Linked DNA regions of Mus musculus: regions 2 and 3 are each linked to region 1. A link is a contact called in public Hi-C data. All regions are on one chromosome and are shown on one strand. Each heading gives the region's core, a stretch centred on a gene start, on an enhancer-like site or on the middle of the called end of the contact. The rest is flanking DNA. Distances are from core to core; before and after follow the strand shown. Region 1 holds the start of Ces1d (carboxylesterase 1D). Region 2 has its middle 32 kb from the start of Ces1c. Region 3 has its middle 22 kb from the start of Ces1e.

What was found. Hi-C and Micro-C count contacts between places; a contact is called where the count stands out from the background.
Region 2: a contact with region 1 is called in a Hi-C map of liver, with 1.6 times the contacts expected there. The contact joins the enhancer-like site here to the promoter of Ces1d in region 1. A contact is called at or near these places in 3 of 39 promoter capture datasets (liver and macrophages), 6 of 484 Hi-C or Micro-C datasets (cranial neural crest, liver and palatal mesenchyme), 1 of 115 datasets of contacts at active chromatin or transcription factors (embryonic stem cells) and 2 of 9 other capture datasets (adipose tissue and pancreatic islet).
Region 3: a Hi-C map of liver shows a contact between it and region 1, with 3 times the contacts expected there. The contact joins the enhancer-like site here to the promoter of Ces1d in region 1. A contact is called at or near these places in 3 of 39 promoter capture datasets (embryonic stem cells and liver), 3 of 484 Hi-C or Micro-C datasets (liver and nephron progenitors), 1 of 115 datasets of contacts at active chromatin or transcription factors (embryonic stem cells) and 3 of 9 other capture datasets (adipose tissue, liver and pancreatic islet).

What each region holds. Positions count from the first base shown.
Region 1 is chr8:93,196,168-93,199,117 of GRCm38.p6, reverse strand. Ces1d (carboxylesterase 1D) reads left to right here and starts at 1,314. Exons shown (of 14, transcript NM_053200.2): 1 at 1,314-1,450. The coding sequence starts at 1,399.
Region 2 is chr8:93,162,293-93,165,114 of GRCm38.p6, reverse strand. No RefSeq gene overlaps it. Among named protein-coding and RNA genes, the nearest start is that of Ces1c, 32 kb to the right of the region's middle. Within about 2 kb of position 1,419, at least 2 of the 459 cell types and tissues checked have an H3K27ac peak or open chromatin away from gene starts, as enhancers often do. A contact at or near this core is called in liver, where this site is marked.
Region 3 is chr8:93,250,500-93,253,282 of GRCm38.p6, reverse strand. No RefSeq gene overlaps it. Among named protein-coding and RNA genes, the nearest start is that of Ces1e, 22 kb to the right of the region's middle. Within about 2 kb of position 1,327, at least 4 of the 459 cell types and tissues checked have an H3K27ac peak or open chromatin away from gene starts, as enhancers often do. A contact at or near this core is called in liver, where this site is marked.

The sequences.
Region 1 (2,950 bases), core at 65-2,564:
CTGCCTGTGCCAGCTTATTCTAGTGATCAAGGTCTCTGAGGGGTTTCAAATGACTCCAGTCACAAAGTACCCTGCTGCTCATGGTGAGAAACTCAACTACAATTTGTGAGATTCTGTGCTCTCCTTCCACTGTGTGAATTTAAGTACATTCATTGATGAAATAGAGGGAAGAGGGAGAAGGTTGAAAAATTCCTTAAATGAAATGAAAATGGAGATACAACATACAGAACCCAGATAAAACAGAAGTACTTCGGGAGGAAATTCTATATCATGAGTAACTACAGTCTCATGTCTTTAAGAAGATATAATTATGCATCAAATGGACTTGAACCCTTCCAGAGCTGTAGAATGTCTATTATTTTATCAGCTCACTACTATTTTACGTCAACTATTTTTTTCCAAAATGGATCTGTCAAAGAGATTTGATCTTAAAGAAATTAAAGATTTCTAAAATCAAACAAATAACTTAGTAATGCATCCTGAGAACTTAAAAATAAATGATTAGATGAAAGAACCAAAATACACACCAGAGGAATGAAAAGAGGTACCCAAACATGAAAGTATGAAGAGGCTACACTGCTGGAATAGGCTAGGGTCAGCAATTGCATAGATGCACTGACCCACCTGCTGTTGTACACTCCCATGAAAAGGGAGGCCATGCGCTTTGGCAATGTTTGAAGAATCAGTGTGTACGTGTATGCATGGATGGTTAGAAGCAAGGATTGTTGCCAGCGGAGTTTGTTTCCTACATGAACATTATGTCCAAAGGTTCTTTCTCTGGTAAACTTCCTTGAACCTAAGTATGCACCGTGCCCAGCCAGGTCACTTGGCAGGAATACTACAAACTTAATTTAGGAATCCTCTAAAGGTTGGTAGAGTGTGAGTTCCCTTCCTAACTCGAGAGTATGGATTCTAAGACATGCAGGTCCAGGAAGGCTGTGAAATGTGTCCGTCCTCACATCCCAGCTGAGCAGAGCTTTGTAGAAGGACCCCAGAACAACACTTCCCACTACCTGCAGGCACCTGGCTGCTGCTGTCTGCTCTTGAGAGGTCAGGGTGCACTGAATTGAGGTGAGAGTGCTGCAGGGAGAGGTGCTTATGTAAGAAGCTGTTGGATGGGTTTCTGGCCACTTGTAATCTGAGTACTGGGCACTGACTGTTCAGATAAAAGTGGGTAAACTCCTAGTGGGCGTGGCTTGGAGGGCCCAACTGACACCCAGAGAGCTCTTTGGAAGGAAGAGTTTTTTTTTTTTTTTTTTTTTTTTTTTTTTTTAAGCTTAGATTACATAACTGAGCTGGTTGAGCAAGACTTAAGGAGGCGGGTCCCCTGGTCCACAACAGAAGCATTGCTAAAGCAGCAGATAGCTCAGAGACCCACAGAGCCCTTGTCCTTCCACAATGGGCCTCTACCCTCTGATATGGCTTTCTCTTGCTGCGTGCACAGCTTGGGGTAAGTTCTTCTGGGTTACAAATGTCTGTGTGTACATTTTCAGTCTTTGTTCTGGGCACAATGGGCAATGCTGTGGACAAAATAGTCCAGTCCCTTGGTGAGTTTTGCTTTCTGCACTTGAAGGGGTGCATCAAAGTCCGAAGAACTTGACTCCCACAGAGACAGAGAGGAGGATGGACACTGGGATACCCAGCTATAGGAGGCACAGGAGAGCTGAAGAAGGATCAGGCTGCTTCCCTGTGATTCTTTGTCAAGTTGCAAGCAGGTCAGAGAGAGAGAGGCTGAGCAGAACATGGAAAGCATAAACTCAGGAGCCAGCCTTATATCTGGCTCCTAATCAATAACTCCAACTTGATATCCTAAAGTTTGCAAAGCCTGGGTGATACAGTGACTAGGGAACCCCCACCTTTAAAGCAGAGATGACAGGAGTGCCTTTTTCACTGAGGACAAAAAGAGCGGTTGCTTCTGCTCTGGGTCCAGAGGGTAAGTTAGGTTAAAAGGTAGGCAAAAGGTTTGGCTGAAAACGTAATGGATTAATAAAAATTACAACGTGCTTAAATCAGACAATTGAGATGATGGTGTTACACTGAAGCTCCCACAAGGCAGGGACAGGTCACAGGGATGGTGTAAAAGAGGAAACAATGAGGTTAGTCAGGAGGCCAGGGCAGCGGAGAGACCGGGCAAGCAAGAGCCATTGTTGTAGTTTCACCTGAAAAGAAGAGAGGAGTGAGGTGGCATGGGGTGGAGGGGGCGGTTACATGGAGTTCTTTGGGAGGTTTGGGGGATATAGGACTTTGTTTGGGTTTTTTGATGACTAGATCTTAGAGATCAGGACAGGTGGGTGGCCCAGGCAGGAGACTTAGATAAGGTGGGGGATGGGACCCACATTAGTTACACCCTGGGGATTCCAGTTCCCCCAGCCTGTAATGTCACCCTGTTTTCACCTTTTTACAGTCAATGCTTGGTGCTTTGAAATCTTGCCTGCTCTCCTGGCAAGGCCTCTTTGAGAAATTATGTAAAGAGAATGAATGTGCCTGGGCACAGAGCAAATGTTCCGTATTGCACTCTGATATTACACAATTTTAAATACATAACTACATAATATTTGTGCCATTGCTGTATATCCACTTGACGCAGGAATATGACCCCAGATAATCTGTTTCTACCCACTTCACGGTGGACCATCACCGAGCTGACAAAGCCTACCCCAGGCGTTTCTCCTCAGGCTTCACCCTCCTTCACCTCTTAGAAGTGCTGAACACATATCAGCATCTTATCCCATTCTCCATGGTCTTTCAGAATATCGTAAAGTAGATTTTGTATGTACATGTCTACCAGAAAGTTCATCGTTCTTTGTAATAACTAGTAACAACAACTTGAATATTCACAGTATGCATCTGGCTGTTGATAGCATGTGACATAGAGGCTGGATTCCAATGAGGAGTTTTCAGTTCTAGTGACCACTTCCCACTAAATTTGGAAATTTCCTGTCTTTTCTGG
Region 2 (2,822 bases), core at 170-2,669, 34 kb after region 1:
GACCAGAGTTTTCTAAGTGCTAAAGGCAATGTGTGGTCTAAATAAAAATACAAAATTAATTGAGAACCACAGACCCAAGAAGAGGCTTACACCCATTCCAGACTCCTCTGTAGATGTCCTCCAGGTGCTTATGAATAAGTCTGTGGACATGTTGCAATACTGGGATAAATTTTTCTCTAGGAATGCATAAAGCACACCACTACTCCATTTCCATAAGGGAACTATACTCTGCCCACATGGGGGAATCTTTAGATACCAGATGAAGGCTTATTGCAGCCAAAGGAAAAAGTTGTAAAGTTCTGTAACCCATTGCATGAATAGAACAAATAGTACTGGACCTAAGTCATCATTATTGCTGCTGAGAAACAGGGTCAGCGAAAAGACTTCATCTTACCCACCCAGGGTTCTAAGATTAAGACAGGACAATGACTACGTAACCCACTCCTCATTAGCATTGAGTCAGTAGATGTCCTGTATCAACTAACAGAAGTCAGCTAATGGGTGTGCCAGTGTGGGAGAACTCTCTGGAGTCAAGAAAGCAAGAAAAAGCAATTTCAAAGGTGTGAGGCAGAATTAAAGTGTGCTATTTTATTTCAAATTTTATGTAGCTTATATTGTAGTGTGAAGTTACAGTGTGATGGTTCAAAGATGGGTACTGAAAGCTCAAGCCAACCATAAACGATGTTTCAACCTTTGATCATTGTCTTTCTGCATCTGCCTTATTTAGCTTCATTTGTTGTTCTCCAGTTCCATTTATCTATCTTTTTGTAAACACAAAATTTTATTCTCAAAAATGAAGAACAGTCCATATATACAATGTGTATATATACCACATTTTCATTATCCACTCTCATGGGGCCAGTCCAAGTGAACAAGTGAGCAAATCATTAAGGGATAAATGATTTGCTCCTAGGGAAAGGAGAGCAGGGCAGGCTGTATGTCCTGAAAACAACTTAGAGCATCTAGAAGGCAGGGGAATACTAGAACAACATCATTTGTAATGCTGTCATTGATATCAAATCAGATTAAATATTAGTGGTTAGTCATGATATGGGTCTAAAATGACAAGTGAGGGGATCTTCACTGGACTCTTCTAGCTGAGTGGCTACAGCCCAGCATCTTGGTAGGATGGTGTCAGTAGGGCTCCAGAAGAAGAAACACCACCTGTGTATACATTATGGAACAGCCACCACCAGCAAGTCCAACATTGCCAAGACTGTTGCTCATGCTGACCCCTCTGTGGCCATGTCAAAAGGACTAGTCAAGGACTTTAACTGATGAGTGGACAACACGATTATCTGGCAGGAAGAAGAAAAGACTACATCCAAGGCAGTGGAGTCATCCAAGATCATCCTGGGAGGATCCAGTGTCCACATGGACTGCAAATCCCATGTGCATGGTAACCCATGGAAATACCATGCCCTTTGAGCAACACCAGCCATTGAAGGACAAGATCTTGAGATCTCTGCTCATGGGTGGACTGGGCTCAGTTTCAATGGATTGGTACAATTTTCAAACAAGAGATCAGCAACCTTTTCAAATGGACAGAGTTCAACAAATAGTGATTCATGAACTTTGAGGTACAAAAGGGCATGTTCAATAAATGCCCACTCACCACTCACCCCCCTTTTTTAAACATAAAATTCTAGGAAGGAGCTCTTGTTATTTGCCACATCCACTCTAGTAAAAGGTGTGTGGCTGGCCCAAAACCTTGGATGCGGTCCTGAATCAAAATGTTTCAGAGAAACTTAGTCTCCTGGAGCCGTGGCATCCTATAGCATGAATGCTCCACATTTGTCCCAGGTTGAGGGGCCAACTGAGTCCAGTCTGCAGCAGTTATTCCTTCTCACTCTGTGACTCCTATCAAATGATTGTCAAGGTACAATTACCATCCTGATGTCCATACAGATTTGTAGATTCTTTTATGAAAATTTGATTCATCTATGAATATATGAACCAGGGTAGGAATTCTTATAAGAAAAAAAAAATCACCCTGTGAAATTCACCATGCTGGCTCCACTTGGTTCAGTATTAATGATTGTGATGATGAACAATAAAATTATTACAGGTACATATAGCCTCTGATAATTGCCTTCAAGAATGGCTGGAGGATGCTATCGTTGTAGGATTTGGGGAATGGAGCCAGGTAGATGCTAGACAACCTAACCTAATTCTAATCAGGAAAACCAAGTCAGTGTTTTAATCCAGCAGACATGGTGAAAGATCATAACCAGGCATATTATACCAGCTCCTCAACATAGACTCAGTCATATCAAGTACAACCCCATGGAAGCAGAAATTCTACAGAAGGCCCAGAGAGATGCTTTTTCCAGAGGCAATCTCAACAAAGTAATCTTCCAGGTTAAAAAGAGGCTTCTGGACCCCTTTGGCCTGCTTAAAAAGGATGTCCAGAGATGTCTCTGGGCAGCTAGCATTTGCCTCTTTCACCCCCAATAAGGCTTCACAGGAGTTAGTAATGAGGAATGATAAGGTCAGTAACCATATGTTGACCAACCTAGATCCCCTTCATTTGGTTGTAGTGTTCAACAGTAAGCAACTGCAAACCCAGCAAATTTGGGATCTATTACTATGTCTATAGGATCTCTTACACCAGGAAGAGGTGTTCACATAAGTGACAATAACCAGGAATGATCCTTAGGGTAGGGTCAGTGCCCTGGTTAGTATAATATGTTCTGCCTGTTGGTAGTCCTGGGTAGGAGGAGCCATGACTCTACAGTTATGTTCTAGCTGACAATAGAGTGTGTCATGTATGGCTTCTTACATTTTGGTTGAGCTCTGTATAAACCATGTTGGGGCCAGGA
Region 3 (2,783 bases), core at 78-2,577, 54 kb before region 1:
CTATAAAAATGCTCCCCAAATTACTATGAGGTTACTCCAGTGGTAAACTCATGATCTTGAAGTTAAAAAAAAAATCATGTGAAAATATGTGTAATTGGAGTCTATCTATGCATAACTTCCATAAAGCCTCCTTGATTTTCCTATTGTTCATTAAACATCAATAACAGGATCAGACTTACTGTACGCAGTTTGGAATTGGTTTATTGATGCAAAAGATTTGGAAGTTATACTCCCTTTTATACTTGGGTGTTTCATTGGCAATTTTTCTGGTAGAGAAATCTAGATTAGTCTTTTCCTTTCTGACCATGTATTTTGGATGAGATAGCTTGCTGCAAAGTGTTGGAGAATTAGGGATTAAGATCATGTCCAAAATGTGCTTTTGAGAGCAAACAGGGTTTACCGATAGTAGCCATGAGCTAATGTATGGATAGCCTCCTGCCTCCTGAAGGTGGTTCAAGGCCATTCATTCCAGTTTCACAGCAGCTAGAATGAGGACAGGGGTTAAGCTGCAGGGAGAGGAGGCAGAACTATCTGTTGAGCAAGAATGGAGCCAATGTTTACCCCATCACCTGATGACCAGTCTCTTGCACTCTGGATGACAAAGTCCAGAGTCAGGAGAAGAATATTGTAGAACCTTATTGGATTATTGATCCCATATCTATTTATCTTACTTATTTGCCCACTAAATAAAGACTTGTCCTCCAGCCTGTATTCTTCCTGACACACACCCAATAACCCAAGATTTTTATCTACTTCCCTTGGACTTTACCTAGTAATATTCACATGCCATTCACCCTTCCCAGAATGGCCCTGTGTTATGCTATCTCTAGACTTTTACACTTAAATCTTATTCTTCATGATTTCTGCTCCTTTTTCATCTCCTGTTATTACTCTTCCCTCAGCTGTAAGTCAGAGGTCCTCCTTGGTAATACCAACAAAAGACGTCATTCCTTCCAACTTCTGTATTCTTTCCATATCTCTCCTGGTTTATAACTTCCTTCTCAAAAGTCAATCAAGCATGCCCATGGTCCTTTCTTTACAACAGTGGTTCTCAATCTGTGGGTCTGAACCATTTCAGGAAGTCAAACAACCCTTTCACAAGATAGCATATCAGATATCCTGCATATCACATATCCTGCATATCAGATATTTGAATTATGATTCATAACAGTAACAAAAATATAGTTATGAAATAGCAATAAAATAATTTGATAGTTTGGGGTCCCCACAACATGAGGAACTGTATTAAACGGTCATAGCATTAGGAAGGTTGAGAAGCACTACTAGGTCAGCCCTCCTGAGACTGTACACTTCTCATCAATTGCTTCACCCAACATGTAGGTCAAAACCTCAGGATCTTAATGGATAAATATTTACAGAGGCTTCTGGGAAGGAGACAAAGGCCTTGTTTATTCCCAACATTATTTTTGTGACTATGTATAAAAATCTGAATACTTTTATATCTCCAATTCAAATTGGAGTTCACCCCTTCTCATCCCAGTTTGGAAGAACAGTTTTCCTTATCTTTATTTTACAGGAGAAGAAGCTGATGTCTAGAGAACTGAGATGACTTGTTCAAGGCCACATGCCTGGGAAGTGACAAAACCCACATGGAACTGAAAGACTCCGAGAGGAGCCCCTTCCTCAGGCCTCAGGACAATAGCGGACACCCAAGAACTCACGACAGACCGAGCTTGTTGCAAACCACATGAGGCTTTATTCGGGGAAAGACAGAGCTCTGGGGATGACTCATATCCCACGCAGGGGTAGAGGAGTCGACCTCGAGGGGAAAGAGTTCCCAGTTTTTATAGGCCCTCAGGGGGGAAAGGAGAAGGGGGAGATTAGGGGATTTCCAGATCTAAACAATGTCTATTCTCAAGAAATGGGTATGGGAGGGGTACAAGGAAAGAGTCTAATGAAGGTGCAGCAATGGGCACACACCTGGTCAGAACAATGGCAGACACACAGGTTTAAGGAGTGGCCAGAGCATTGTGCACCTCTATTTTTCTAAATCAATGAAGCTAGTTCTGCTAACACTGACGTCTATCTTGCCAATTTCAGGGCTTCTGTGTCCTTTTACATTCTGCCAGGATCTTTCAGAACCCAGGTCTGGACCTTCCCTTCACAAATGTCTTCATTTTATCTTGACCAGCAGGGTGTCTGTTCTTACCACACATGGTGACCACCATCCATGGCAAATCTCTGGACAAGTATGTTAGCTTAGAAGGGTTTGCACAGCCTGTGGCCATCTTCCTGGGAGTTTCTTTTGCCAAGCCCCCTCTTGGATCCCTAAGGTTTGCTCTACCACAGCCTGCAAAGCCCTGGAGCTTTGTAAAGAATGTCACCTTCTATCTCCCTATGTAAGTTGCAGGGATAGGCCTGGGTCTCTTTAGGTGGAGATTTGTAGTGTGCAGCAGCAGTAAAGAGACAAGGTAATCCTCTATTCAGCTGTACTTTATTCTAAAATTCTCAAGAATGCGATTAGACATTTGAGAATGGTCACAGCTTTCTGGAGTTCTTTACTGGGCATGTAAAAAGTGAGAACCTATAGTATGCCTGGTTTAGATTCTATTAGGAAATCTATTAGGAAATAAACCATTGACTCTTATCCTCATGGGGCTTATATTTAAGAGGTGGAGAAAGATGATGTACTGTGCATGAATTAATAAAGCAATTAAATACGGGTTACAATATGGTCAGTGTTTGAAAATGCTTACTCAGTAATGTTGAAAGAATATTTACTCAGACTACCTATTGTCCTATCTTGATTGTTGACACTGTAC